Linked DNA regions of Mus musculus: regions 1 and 3 are each linked to region 2. The links are chromatin contacts, called in public Hi-C and capture Hi-C maps. All regions are on one chromosome and are shown on one strand. The core of a region is the stretch at or near the end of the contact, and the rest is flanking DNA. Distances in the headings are between cores, read along the strand shown.

The links. A called contact is a pair of places that touch in the nucleus more often than the background predicts. Capture Hi-C pulls out chosen DNA fragments and counts their contacts.
Region 1: a contact with region 2 is called in a capture Hi-C map of embryonic stem cells, with 4 times the contacts expected there. The contact joins two enhancer-like sites. A contact is called at or near these places in 1 of 484 Hi-C or Micro-C datasets (embryonic stem cells), 2 of 115 datasets of contacts at active chromatin or transcription factors (astrocytes and embryonic stem cells) and 1 of 9 other capture datasets (embryonic stem cells).
Region 3: a Hi-C map of Th1 cells shows a contact between it and region 2, with 4 times the contacts expected there. The contact joins two enhancer-like sites. A contact is called at or near these places in 1 of 15 datasets of contacts at CTCF or cohesin (large pre-B cells), 32 of 484 Hi-C or Micro-C datasets (3T3-L1-derived adipocytes, the AtT-20 cell line, the Ba/F3 cell line and 24 more), 5 of 115 datasets of contacts at active chromatin or transcription factors (astrocytes, embryonic stem cells and kidney) and 1 of 9 other capture datasets (embryonic stem cells).

The regions. Positions count from the first base shown.
Region 1 is chr11:20,318,460-20,322,230 of GRCm38.p6, forward strand. It overlaps Slc1a4 (solute carrier family 1 (glutamate/neutral amino acid transporter), member 4), which reads right to left. Exons shown (of 8, transcript NM_018861.3): 2 at 1,733-1,775; 3 at 201-263. Among named protein-coding and RNA genes, the nearest start is that of Slc1a4, 12 kb to the right of the region's middle. Within about 2 kb of position 2,407, at least 4 of the 459 cell types and tissues checked have an H3K27ac peak or open chromatin away from gene starts, as enhancers often do. A contact at or near this core is called in embryonic stem cells, where this site is marked.
Region 2 is chr11:19,828,216-19,832,118 of GRCm38.p6, forward strand. No RefSeq gene overlaps it. Among named protein-coding and RNA genes, the nearest start is that of Gm39602, 87 kb to the left of the region's middle. Within about 2 kb of position 1,581, at least 77 of the 459 cell types and tissues checked have an H3K27ac peak or open chromatin away from gene starts, as enhancers often do. A contact at or near this core is called in Th1 cells and embryonic stem cells, where this site is marked.
Region 3 is chr11:20,130,172-20,134,512 of GRCm38.p6, forward strand. No RefSeq gene overlaps it. Among named protein-coding and RNA genes, the nearest start is that of Actr2, 19 kb to the left of the region's middle. Within about 2 kb of position 2,975, at least 63 of the 459 cell types and tissues checked have an H3K27ac peak or open chromatin away from gene starts, as enhancers often do. A contact at or near this core is called in Th1 cells, where this site is marked.

The DNA.
Region 1 (3,771 bases), core at 1,157-3,656, 490 kb after region 2:
TGTTATGGAGATTCCTGGGCTCCTGACTCTGGTGTTCAACTGCGCTGTAAGGAACAAATCTACCCTGGAAGTTTTAAATATTCCATTCAGATCCCCAACTTCCAATCCCAGTAAGTAACAGGCACATGTGCCTGTCTGTCATTAAGGATGCTGGTTTGCTTTCCATACATTTCCAGAAGCCATCTTCTGAAGAGCCTTACCTTCTCTTTGGTCACGTTCCCCGAGCTGGTGTTATGGGTCACCACTGTGTAATCGGTTGCAGACTAATAAAGAGGAGGAAAACCCATCATTAGTGAACAGGCGTAAAGACCCACCAGAGGCACTAAGGGCATGGCAAGGTCCTGGTCTACTGCTGCTACTATTCGTAGTGGGTGTGCTGAGCAAGCTGCACTTGACTGGCCTGATGCTGACCTCTGCATCCTGCATGAGTTACGTTAACACTCAGGCAGCGAGCCCCTGATAAGCTGTCGGGTTATTTAGGGACCGAGGGAATGGAGAATTTTCATGTGTTCCTTGGGCAATAGGGTAAACTTTTTCCTGCTGACAGTTTGATCCTTCAACAGCTCATGTTTCATATTGTTTAAGAAGTTTGGCACAAATTCCAGAAAGACAAAGTTCATCACATTTCTCTTTTTCATTTATCTATTATGTTCCACAGTGTTCCAGAATGACCTAAGTGTGGCTGCTCTTTGGCGTCTGTTTCTAATCAGGCTTGAGCTGCCCACCTCCAGAGAAAGGGGCATGAGGTAAGGCAGTGTCTTTGGCCAAGTTTCCCAGACCTTGGTCCTACTGTGAGTTGGGAAGACACACACCTTTTCATGGTGTGCAATGCATCTCTCTCTCCGCCCCGCTACGGTGGTCTCGTGGCTACAGAACTGCCAGACACCCAGAGAGCTATAGACCTGAGCGCCTGCTTGAGACCATGTTTCAAAAGCTTTGATTTCTCTCTGCTTTATCATAGTTTCAGAGAGGCAGATGTACTCAGCTGCCCCGTGATTGGGGTGGCAGGGAGACCAACCCCACCCATCCCTTCTGTGACAAACACCCAAAGCTCTAAATGGTTTGTTGTTTTTTTTTTTTTAACTTCACATTATATATACAAGTTATCCACCCCCACTTTTAGCAAAATGTACATACTACCTTTATAGTCAGAATAAAAGTATGATTTCTGAAAAATCTATAATGTTTCAAACAGTCTCCAGATAATGGTTTGAAGGCATTTTCTAAGTGATACAAAGGATCTTGGGGCACCCTTTCTACATCCTACAGGGTTTTGTTGTTGTTTCAAATCTCCTTCTACAAAAACTGACCCTAGTGTTACTAAGTTTTGTTTATAACAGGATCCCTCTGGATTGCTCTGGCATATCTAAAAACAAATGCTCCTCTGACCTCCCCCTCCATCTTCCTCATGGAGGTCCCCCTCCCCCCAACTCTCATATTCTCACTGTTAATGAAGCTCCTCTCCAGGTTTCAAAGGGAAGCCTCTCTTTTCCTCCATGACCCCGTCAGTCATTTGACCCAAACATATACCGACCATTTTCTGCTCTCCCTCCGGCTTCGAGGCCTGATGATGATTTCAGGGTCATTTCTCCTAATAAGCCTCATTCGTGAAGGGTTTGGGGAGGGACTACCCTAGGATCCCTCTTTCCTGTACTTTACCAAACTCTGGTGCATTAATTTATACACTTCCTCCACCAAGGTTTCATATAATCGACAAAGTATCAAACCTTACCGTAGTGAATGCGGCAACCACAAGATTGGAAGGGAACAGGTTTCTATGGAAAAAGAAAGCAAGCGTTTTGTCAGGGTCGTGGGTTTTAAGCCCAGCTCACTCTTTAAACATTTAAACAGCCTTGAAACTCACTGTGTAGCAGAGACAATGTTAAACTGTGGATCCTCCTATGCATCACCAGCTGTTTTGCTTGTTTGTTTTAAGATGTACTTTTATTATTTAATTGTGTATGTGTGTGTGCGCACTTACATGTGTACAGACATACCAATGACAGTTGAGTCATCTGATGTGGGTGCTGGGAACTGCGGGATAGTCCTCTGCAAGAGTGGCAAGCACTCCAACTGTTGAGCCATTTCTCCAGCCTCAGCAATTGTTATTTAGTTAATGCTGAAGCAAGTCCCAGCTGACTTTAAACCCTTCATCTTCCTCCCACTGCTCCCGGAGTGCTGGAATTATAGGCGTACATCACCGCACCTGTTTAACCAACAGGCCTGGTTTGTTTTACAATAATTGAGATCCATTTATAGAATTGAGAGATCTTGGAAGGGAGGGTACCAGCGTCCAGAAATTCATCCTGGCAAGTTCAACAAAATCCTATACAACTAACTGTCTCAAAGCCTGTAGAGTCCCCAGTGTTCAGCATGACAATAGCTTCATTTAAACCTGCCTGCCTGAGCCTGGACTAACTCCAACCAAGAGATTTTGTTTTTCCTTTCACACCTTGGACGCACCTTCCAGGAATACAGCTACTATGTAAATTATGGGATAACAGTTTGTTTTGTTTTGAAAGTTTCCAGGAACTACTCATCTTGCTAAGAAATTGAAGCCCTTCCTTTTGCACTGAGCTGGACTCAGTCTGCACTCAGCTGGCTCCTTAGCAGGGGTTTCTCCTTCCCTCCTTGTGCACCACCATTACTAGTCAGCAGCAATTCTAAACCAGAAATAAGGATCCAACCTCTTTTAGAGAATTTACATATTTTTAAAGACTTATTTACTTATTTGTGTGTGTGTGTGTGTACATGGATGCATGTGTTTGTACAAATGGACACTGTGTGGTTATGCACGAAGTCAGACATCCACTACCTTATTTTTGAAAGATTAAGTTTCCCACTGCCTTGGGAGCAAGCCAACCCCAGCAATCCCATCTCTCCTCCTCCTCCTCCTCCTCTTCCTCCTCCTCCTCAGAGCTGGGGTTAGAGGCTTATGTAGGATGCCTGGTTTTCCATGGGTGCTGAGAGCCTCAGGATGTGCAGTCACTTTAACCACTGCCCATGGATAGAGCCCTGCATTTATAGATTAAAGCACATTTTTGGAAGACTGGAGAGGTGGCTTAGCAGTTAGGAGCACTGGCTGCTCTTCCAAAGGACCCACATTTAATTCTCAGCACCTACATGGCAGTTCACAACCTTCTGTAACTCACACATGTGGTGCATAGATACATCAGTACACATATGCAAAGCATTAATACACATAAAATAAACACATCTTATTATAATATTTCCCTTTTTTCCTTTTATATTAATAAAGTCATTGTGATGTCCTGAAATACACGTATAGGAATGGATTTTATGTTTGGATGAAAGCACTTGTTTTGTTTTGTTTAAAGACAATAGGGGTTGGGAAAACTGGCTCAGTTAGTAAAGTGCTTTTGGCTCAAGCATGAGGACCTAAAATAAATTCCATGGAAAGCCAGAAGCAGGAATGTGAGTCTAAAATCCCAGTGCTGGGAATCCCAAGACTGAAGGAGATGGGCGTGTAGTGCTCAGCCCTTCGGAGGCAGAGGCAGGTGGATCTCTGTGAGCTAGAGGCCAGCCCAGTCTACAGATCTAGTTCCAGCACAGCCAGGGATACACAGAGGGACCCTGTCTCAAGACAGACAGACAGACAGACAGACAAGCAAGCAAATGGAACATGATTGTGGAGGAAGATGCCTAGCATTGATCTCTGGGGTTCATGTACTGCACATGCAAGCACCACACACACACACACACACACACACACACACACACACACACACAGAGCGAGAGCGAGTGAGTGAG
Region 2 (3,903 bases), core at 331-2,830:
CCTTCCTCGGCACTGTCTTTGACACCCCTGACAGCGCCGTGGCCAAAGTTCCTTTTGAACTTCATATTGACCGGCGTCTCCTGACTCCCATATATGGAGAACATGAAGCCTTGGGCTCACAGTTCCCTCTCACCAGGGCTTTCTACCACACCCCGCACCGCACATTTCTGGCCTCGCCCAGACCTGTACCACCTAGTGAACTTCTCCGCCACTGGCATCATGAGCTGGTGGACCCTCTTGCCCACTGACCTCTCTCCTTCCTTACCTCCATCATCCTCGCTCTCTGCCCTTACCTCTAGTCCCACCAGGAAATGGACAGGGAGCCTGCCTGCCTTGTCACTCCACATCCTCTCTGACCCTAGAGTAGTGGGCCTTGGCTGGCTGTGACCACCATTGGCCCTCTTCCTGACTTCCCACTTTGCTCTAAAGTTTGGTTTTCATCTGAACATCACTTACTACATCATTTGCTTTCTTTAAACACATACACTTCATAATTCCATTAAATACATCAGAGAGCTGACACAGCCCCCTCTGCCTCTGGTCCTCCTTCTCCACTGAGGTTTTGTTTGTTTTGTTTCTGGTGTTTTGTTTTGTTTTGTTTTGTTTTGTTTTGTTTTGTTTTGTTTTGTTTTGTTTTGTTTTGTTTTAATCCTGTTAGCCCATTGTTGAGAGTTGATCTCGTCTTGGTTGTCTTTGCTCTCTGCTTCCTCCTTCTGACCTCCTGTCTCCACTGACCCCTGGGGGCCTGCCTCACTATCCACTGAAATTGCTGGCACAGGATGTCCCTTGTAATGTTAGGAACTGCAGGGCTCTGGACACTCTGGGCCTCTTCGATGACCACGTGACATTTGCGACTATTGTCCTTCCTCACTCCAAGCACCAACCCTCAAGCTTCCAGGGCTCCCCGACGGGTAGCTGGGCTGGAATGTGCCCACTCACAGTTCTGCAGACTTCACATCCCAGAGGCGTGGCATGCCCTCCGCAGCCTAGCACACAGGCAGGGTCCTTCCTGCCCACATCTAAGTAGGGTGCTCTATTTCCCTGGAACATCCTTTCTCATTCTTGAAACTCAGCCCAGAATTTCATTATGGGAAGCTTTCCCTGAAACCCTAGGGTCAAGCAGGGGACCCACGACACAGCTGCTGCCTGGAGGCCTGGAGCTCTGGTCAGCCAATGAAGTGGTAAGAAGTGACTCCAAGTGGCCGCAGGCTAGGCTGCAGAGTTGACCTCCAGGTATCTACTCCTTCAAAGTCCTTCCCCAGCAGGCCCTCTTCCTCCACCTGGCTAAACCTGACTGCGGGTCATCAGGCCTCTCCCACACCTCCTCATTCCCCATTCCCCTGCCCACTGCCCATTATCAGCCACCTCCTTCTCTCCTGCATCCATGCGCCTCTCTGCCTGCCTGCACATGATCCAGCCCTGGCATCCACCCACCCCAAAGGAGCTCGTTCCTCAGCTGGAGGCTTGCAGGCACAGCACCGCAGTGGCATTTAGGCAGGGAGAAGCTGGGGAAGGCCCCTACAGCCCCTGGAAGGCATTCTGGGCTGACACACCCAAAGCAGGGAGGCAGGGCCCTGTCTCAGCAGGGAGCTGAGAGGACAGATCATCCTCACAGGCAGCTGCCGGCAGCTAACCAGAGAGCTCAGCTTGTTCACATTATCACTTCCTCTAGAATGCCTCCTCTCCCACAGAATCATGACAGAATTGCCTCATGGTGCCTGGGGGACTCAACGGGGGTCTTTCTGGAGTAAGTGACCTCCACACTAAGTCGGGAGGCAGATGGATCTTGGGTACTCGTGAGTGCCACTATCATGAGCTGTCCTAGTACTTAGAAATATTTCTGCCTCTTTACCATCTAAACAAAAGAGCAGGAACCTGTAACCCCAGCAGGCAGGCAGGAAGGAGGGAGGGGCATCTTCTACTGCCTACCTAGGTTGAGACTACCCTGGACTACAAGAGGCCAAGTATTGAAAGAAAACTAAGACAAAAACAACCTAGAGACCACAAAAGAGAATGTCAGACAGGTGAGCAAGAACACCTCCCCCACCTCACGCCCCCACGGGCCTTTTGAGAGAAAAAGCCTGAGACCTCAACCAATCTCCCTGAGCACACAGTCTCTTCGATTTGGCAGAGAGGCCTGGAAGCCCTCTAGGGCTGCTGGATGGCTTAAGTAGAACACCTGACAGGAAATGAGCTAGAGACATGGGGTCCCATGCTCCTGCCCAGGCAGCCCCATGATGCTAAGGTGGGACCAAGCTATACTGGGGATCCCTGGTCGGAGGGAACTCTGGCATCCCCTTTGCGTCTCCCAATTGTGAGACGACAGAGGGAGGAGAAAGATCCCTATGGGGTTTGGTTTTGGGAATTTCCCCTCACAGGAACATTTACTGCGGTTGAGCTGAACAAGTGGCTGACGCTTGTTGGTTCACTACCTGCACATTCCGTTTATAAGTCTTACAACCCCCCTCCAGTGGACCGTCCTTTTTACCTTATCCAGCAAAATGCAACACTTCCTCAGACGCTGGTTTACAGACCACATCGCTTGGGTCTATTTCAGTGAAACACTGCTTTGGGATTCTACACCCTTTTCTTCTCGTGTCTTCTCCATGCTGTCCACGAGAGGGAGCCAGCGCGCCTGTTTGTGCCTCTGCTTATAGCGCTGGCTACCAAACAGGCGAAGTAGCTGAGCTCAAACTAATAATCCAGTATTTTCGGAACTCTGGTGAACAGAAATTCTGGAGAACCCTGGAATCTTTGGCAACTTGTTTTAACACAATAGAAATTTGGCAAACATGAAAAGACTTTCAGATCTTTGCCGTCTTGGTTTTCTGTTGTGGGGGTTGGGGGAGGGGTTGGTAGTGGTGGTAATGCTTGATTTAATTTTTTTTTTCCTCTTTTTAAATTTTTTTATTTATCTTTATTTTATGTGTGTTGGTGTTTTCCCTCCATGTATGTCTGTCTGAGGGTGTCAGATCTTGGAGTTACAGACACTTATAAGCTGTCATGTGGGTGCTAGAATTTGAACTCGGGTCTTTAACCACTGAGCCATTTCTCCAGCCCTTGATTTTAGCTTTTGAGACAGTCTCACCTAGCTCAGGATGACCTCGAACTCATTACGTATCAAAGCCTGGAACCCCTGATCCTCCTGCCCCTACCCTCTAAGCCCTGGAATAACAAACACGCAATACAAGGCCAACCTGTATAAGTGTGTTTATTGATTTCTTTTATTATAAAGAGTATAAGAAAAGTAACAGATTAATTCTGTAGGAGAATTATTAGATGATTGGCATGTAGATGAAACAGTTTAAGCTATGAAATACTAGAATATAGAAATTACAATTCTCCTTTTTATAAGGCTTTGTTTGTTTGGGAGTTTTGCTGTTGTTGCTATGGCTAGCTGACTTTTCTGTTGTTCAAAATAAGATCTCATGTAGCCCACGCTGGCTTTGAACTGGCTACGTAACCAAAGATGACCTTGAACTCCAGCTTCTACCTCCCAAGCCCTGTATTCTAGGCATGTGGCAACATGCCTGATGAAAATAGTTCTTTTTAGTATATATTTTAAATTTCTGTGTAGGGGTGTGCATGCGCACATATGTGCCAAGCTCTTCTGTGGAGGTCAGAGGACAACTTGCTGGAGTCCAATCTCAAGGATTCTGGGAACAGAATCCAACAACCTGTGTCACCAACTGACAAGTCCCCACTAAGCCCCTTCACTCAACCCATGCCACCATTCTTGACCCTACCTGGGACACATGCTGAACAGCAGAAGGGACTGGAAGCCCCCACAGGCCTTTCCACTAAGGAATTATGTTGACCGCAGGGGGACTCGCTTGGCGGCTGCAGGACACTCAGTGTTAGGCCTTGAAGACGGCGTGGCCATGTGTCCATCTGTGAGTGGAG
Region 3 (4,341 bases), core at 1,725-4,224, 300 kb after region 2:
GATCATGTCCATTCTACTTCTTTCTCTGTGCTCTGGACTCTTCCAGATGCCTCTGGATATCTTCTCTCTCTTATTCACAACAGAAACCTCCTTAACCACACTATTAGGATGGCTCACTAAGCCCCACTTAAAGTATTTCATAGCTTTCCAAATCCAAACTCCCCAAATCCTCATTCTTCCAAACAAAAGCATGATCAGGCTTACCACAGCAATACCCCAGAACCTGGTACCAACTTCTGTCTTAGTTAGGGTTTTACTGCTGTGAACACACACCCTGACCAAGGCAACTTTTTTAAATTTTCTTTTTCTTTTTTATTTATTTATTTATTTATTTATTTTTGGTTTTTCAAGACAGGGTCTCTCTGTATAGTCCTGGCTATCCTGGAACTCACTTTGTAGACCAGGCTGGCCTCAAACTCAGAAATCCACCTGCCTCTGCCTCCCAAGTGCTGGGATTAAAGGCGTGCTCCACCACCATCTGGCTAAGGCAACTCTTATAAGGACAACATTTAATTGGGTCTGGCTAACAGGTTCAGAGGTTCACTCCATTATCATCAAGGTGGGAGCATGGCAGGGTCCAGGAAGGCATGGTACAGGAAGAGCTGAGAGTTCTACGTGTTCATCTGGAGGCTGCTAGGAAAAGACTGGCTTCCAGGTAGCTAGGACAAGGGTCTTAAAGGCCACACCTACAGTGACACACCTAGTCCAACAAGGCTACATTTCCTAATATTGCCACTCCCTGGGCCAAGCATACACAAACCATCGCCCGCAGGGTGTCTATTTCAGTGGTTTTTTTTACTGTGCCTCCTCACAGTCATGGACTTGAAATAATTCAAATTCCCATCAGCTACAGAGAAAATAAAATCACTTGATTTTTTTTTTCCTTTTTGTAGTTCAGCTTGGCTAGAAACTCGCTATGTAACTCAGGCTGTCCTTCAACATTTGGGAATCCTCCTGCCTTAGCCTCTCAAATGATGGAATTATAGGTATGAGCCACCATGTCTCACAGTGCTGGTGCATTTTAAAATAGAATTACTTTAAAAAGTATGTCTTGCTGGGCGTGGTGGCACACGCCTTTAATCCCAGCACCAGGGAGGCAGAGGCAGGCAGATTTCTGAGTTCGAGGCCAGCATGGTCTACAAAGTGAGTTCCAGGATAGCCAGGGCTATACAGAGAAACCCTGTCTTAAAAAAAAAAATGTCTTTTTTACTTATGTGCATCTGTGTGTGTGCACAGGCATATGGGTACCCGTAGAGGTCAAAAGATGGTTTGGAGTCCCCGGAGCTGGAGTACCAGGCAGGTGTGTGCCCTACTCAGTGTGGGTTGCTGAGAACCAGACTCGGGTCCTTTGCAAGAATTCCTGTTTTAAAGTATAGACTGCTGGGCTAAGAGGTAGCTGAGAGAGATTGTTGCTCTTGTAGAGAAACAGAGTTTGGTCCTGAGGACTTGTGTTGGGACACCTACTGATGGCAATTCCCCTAGGCTCTGCCAACAGCTACCTAGCGTCGGCTTGCATAGCCGCCTGACAGGTGTGAGCCAACCTGGTGAAAAGAAGGTCTGCTTGGTCTGTGTGTCTGTCTCTTTGTGTGTGTGTGTGTCTCTCTCTCCTCTCTTTCCCATGTGTTCCTGGCCAGTCTCTTCCTCTCTCTTTCAGTCCTTCTCTGTCCCCCTCCTTCCTCTGCCTCTATCTCTTTTCTAGGTCTCCTCCCCTTCCCACCAATAACTGCTCTTCATGCTAGGTCTGTCACATGGCTTGGTTGTTCATGGTGACACCATAGCCAGGTCTGCTAAGGTGCTCTCTCCAGCCACATTATACTGTGTTTTATAAAACATGATACCTACAATGGCTTGTAACTCCAACTCCTGGGATCTAAGTTCTTTGGCCTCCAAAGGCATCCATTTATACATCGTGTAAATCTTAAACAAACAAACAAAAAGCTGGAAGATTTTAAAGGAATTTATTATAATATACAATTTGGGAAATGGTACAGGTATATGTTAAGTCAAAAAGGTATAATACAAGAGCACATAGTGTTGACTTCCTTGATATGCTGGTCAAGAACAGGGTAAGCTCATCTCTGCTGTTAAAAGTCAGGATGGTGGCAGCTGGCTGTGGTGACATGCTGTGGTGACATGCTCCTCTAATTCCAGTGATCGAGAGGCTGAGACGCAAGAGTTCAGGTCAAGGTCAGCCTGGGCTGGTTAATGAACGCAAGGCCAACCTGGGGATACTCATCGGGAATTTGTCTCGGGCTGGTGAGATGGCTCAGCGGTTAGGAGCACGGACTGCTCTTCCAAAGGTCCTGAGTTCAAATCCCAGCAACCACATGGTGGCTCGCAACCATCCGTAATGAGATCTGATGCCCTCTTCTGGAGTGTCTGAAGACAGCTACAGTGTATATAAGAAAGAAAGAAAGAAAGAAAGAAAGAAAGAAAGAAAGAAAGAAAGAAAGAAAGAAAGAAAGAAAGAAAGAAAGAAAGAAAGAAAGAGAGAGAAAGAAAGAACTTGTCTCAAACAAATCCAAACAGTAGTCAGAACAGTGAGTAAGCAGGGAAGTAAGGGAGAACTCTCAAGGCTGCTGGAACATCCTGTATTTTAATCTGGATGAATTTGTTTATAACTTGTAATGTTTATACCTTTCCAAAGTGTCATTTAGAGAGCTAGTTAAAGCTTCAATTTTTTTTTTTTTTTTTCCGAGACAGGGTTTCTCTGTGCAGCCCTGGCTATCCTGGAACTCACTCTATAGACCAGGCTGACCTCGAACCCAGAAATCTGCCTGCCTCTGCCTCCCGAGTGCTGGGATTAAAGGCGCAAGCCACCACGCCCGGCAAAAGTTTCTATATTTTGTTACATAATCACGTATTATAATCATTTCACTAAGAAAGTGAGAACATGAGCCGGGCAGCTTAGTTTCTTGGGTGTCTACCAGAATTTACCAGCAGAGGGCAGGGCTGGACAGCACCTGAAAGTGGAGACTTGGGGGAATCCAGACTTTCGGTTTCCATCTGCTTCTGCAAATGCGAAGTGACCAACCACAGTACTTGAACCACAGGGCGTCCTTCCAGGTTAAGGTGGCAGAGTCAAAGGGCAAAATGCTTTCAATCCATGTGTAGGGTCCCAGTCGCTACTCTCCCCATGTGAGGACCATTGCCCTCTGCCCTGTCATAACTGTTCACTTTGATGGTCACAACATAAAATAAAACCTTCTCTACTGTCTTCCACCTCCCATGACACAGTACCCCTCCATCACATTGCTTTCACCTTCCAGTCCCTCCTTCCGCCTAGAACATGCTGCCCTCTCTGCCCTGCCAGGCTCTTTTTTTTTTTTTTTTTTTTTCGAGACAGGGTTTCTCTGTGTAGCTCTGGCTGTCCTGGAACTCACTTTGTAGACCAGACTGGCCTGGAACTCGGAAATCTGCCTGCCTCTGCCTCCCAAGTGCTGGGATTAAAGGCGTGCGCCACCATGCCCGGCCACTGCTGTCTCCTAATGCAGCCCAGAAACCAATGTGTCCTTCATGAAATTACTTTTGCAAGGGCCGTCCTTGAACCCTTTTCCAGACCAGGTGTCACTTGTACTCTGTTAATAATTTCCTACTGTCCTTACTGTCCTTGGGATGAAGTTCAAAGCCCACTGCAGAGCCCCTAAGGCTCTAAGTAATCTAGTTGTTGGCTAGGATCTCACCTGTCTCCATTCTATACTGTTGTTGAGGCAGGGTATCAGGTAGCCAGTGCTGGCCTTGAACTTGCCTTGTAGCCACGAATGACCTTGAACTCCTGATCCTCTGACCTCTGTCTCCCAGGTGCTGTGGTAATAAGCATGCCCACACCTAACACTCCATTCTTTTGACTGTGCCCTCCTCCAGTAAGTCATTCCCAACCATAAAATTGTATCATTGCTACTTTCATAACTGTAATATTTCTACTGTTATGAGTTACAATGTAATTATTTTTGGAGATAGAGGTTTACCAAAGAGGTCGTGACCTACAGGTTGAGAGCCACTGCTCTAAGTCTATGCACACTACCCCCTTCCCTAACAGGACTTCTTTCCTTCCATGTATAATTTAAAGCATTACCCACATCTGCCTACTTGCTTATTTAATATGTGTCTCCTACTTGAGACTGTGCATTTTAATTAACACCAGCTGAGACTGTATCTGATTATTCATTCTTCTTTTAAGCAAGTAGGACCAAGCATTTGCTAGATTTGGAGTAGATGCTCATGTTTGAGCTAGCCTCTTAAATATAGACCTTGATCCCATCAAGGCAAGAGGTGGATGGTCTTTCTTGCCGCAGACCCTCTGGGTCCCTTTGTCTGCGCGGAACGGGTCTCTGGGTGCAG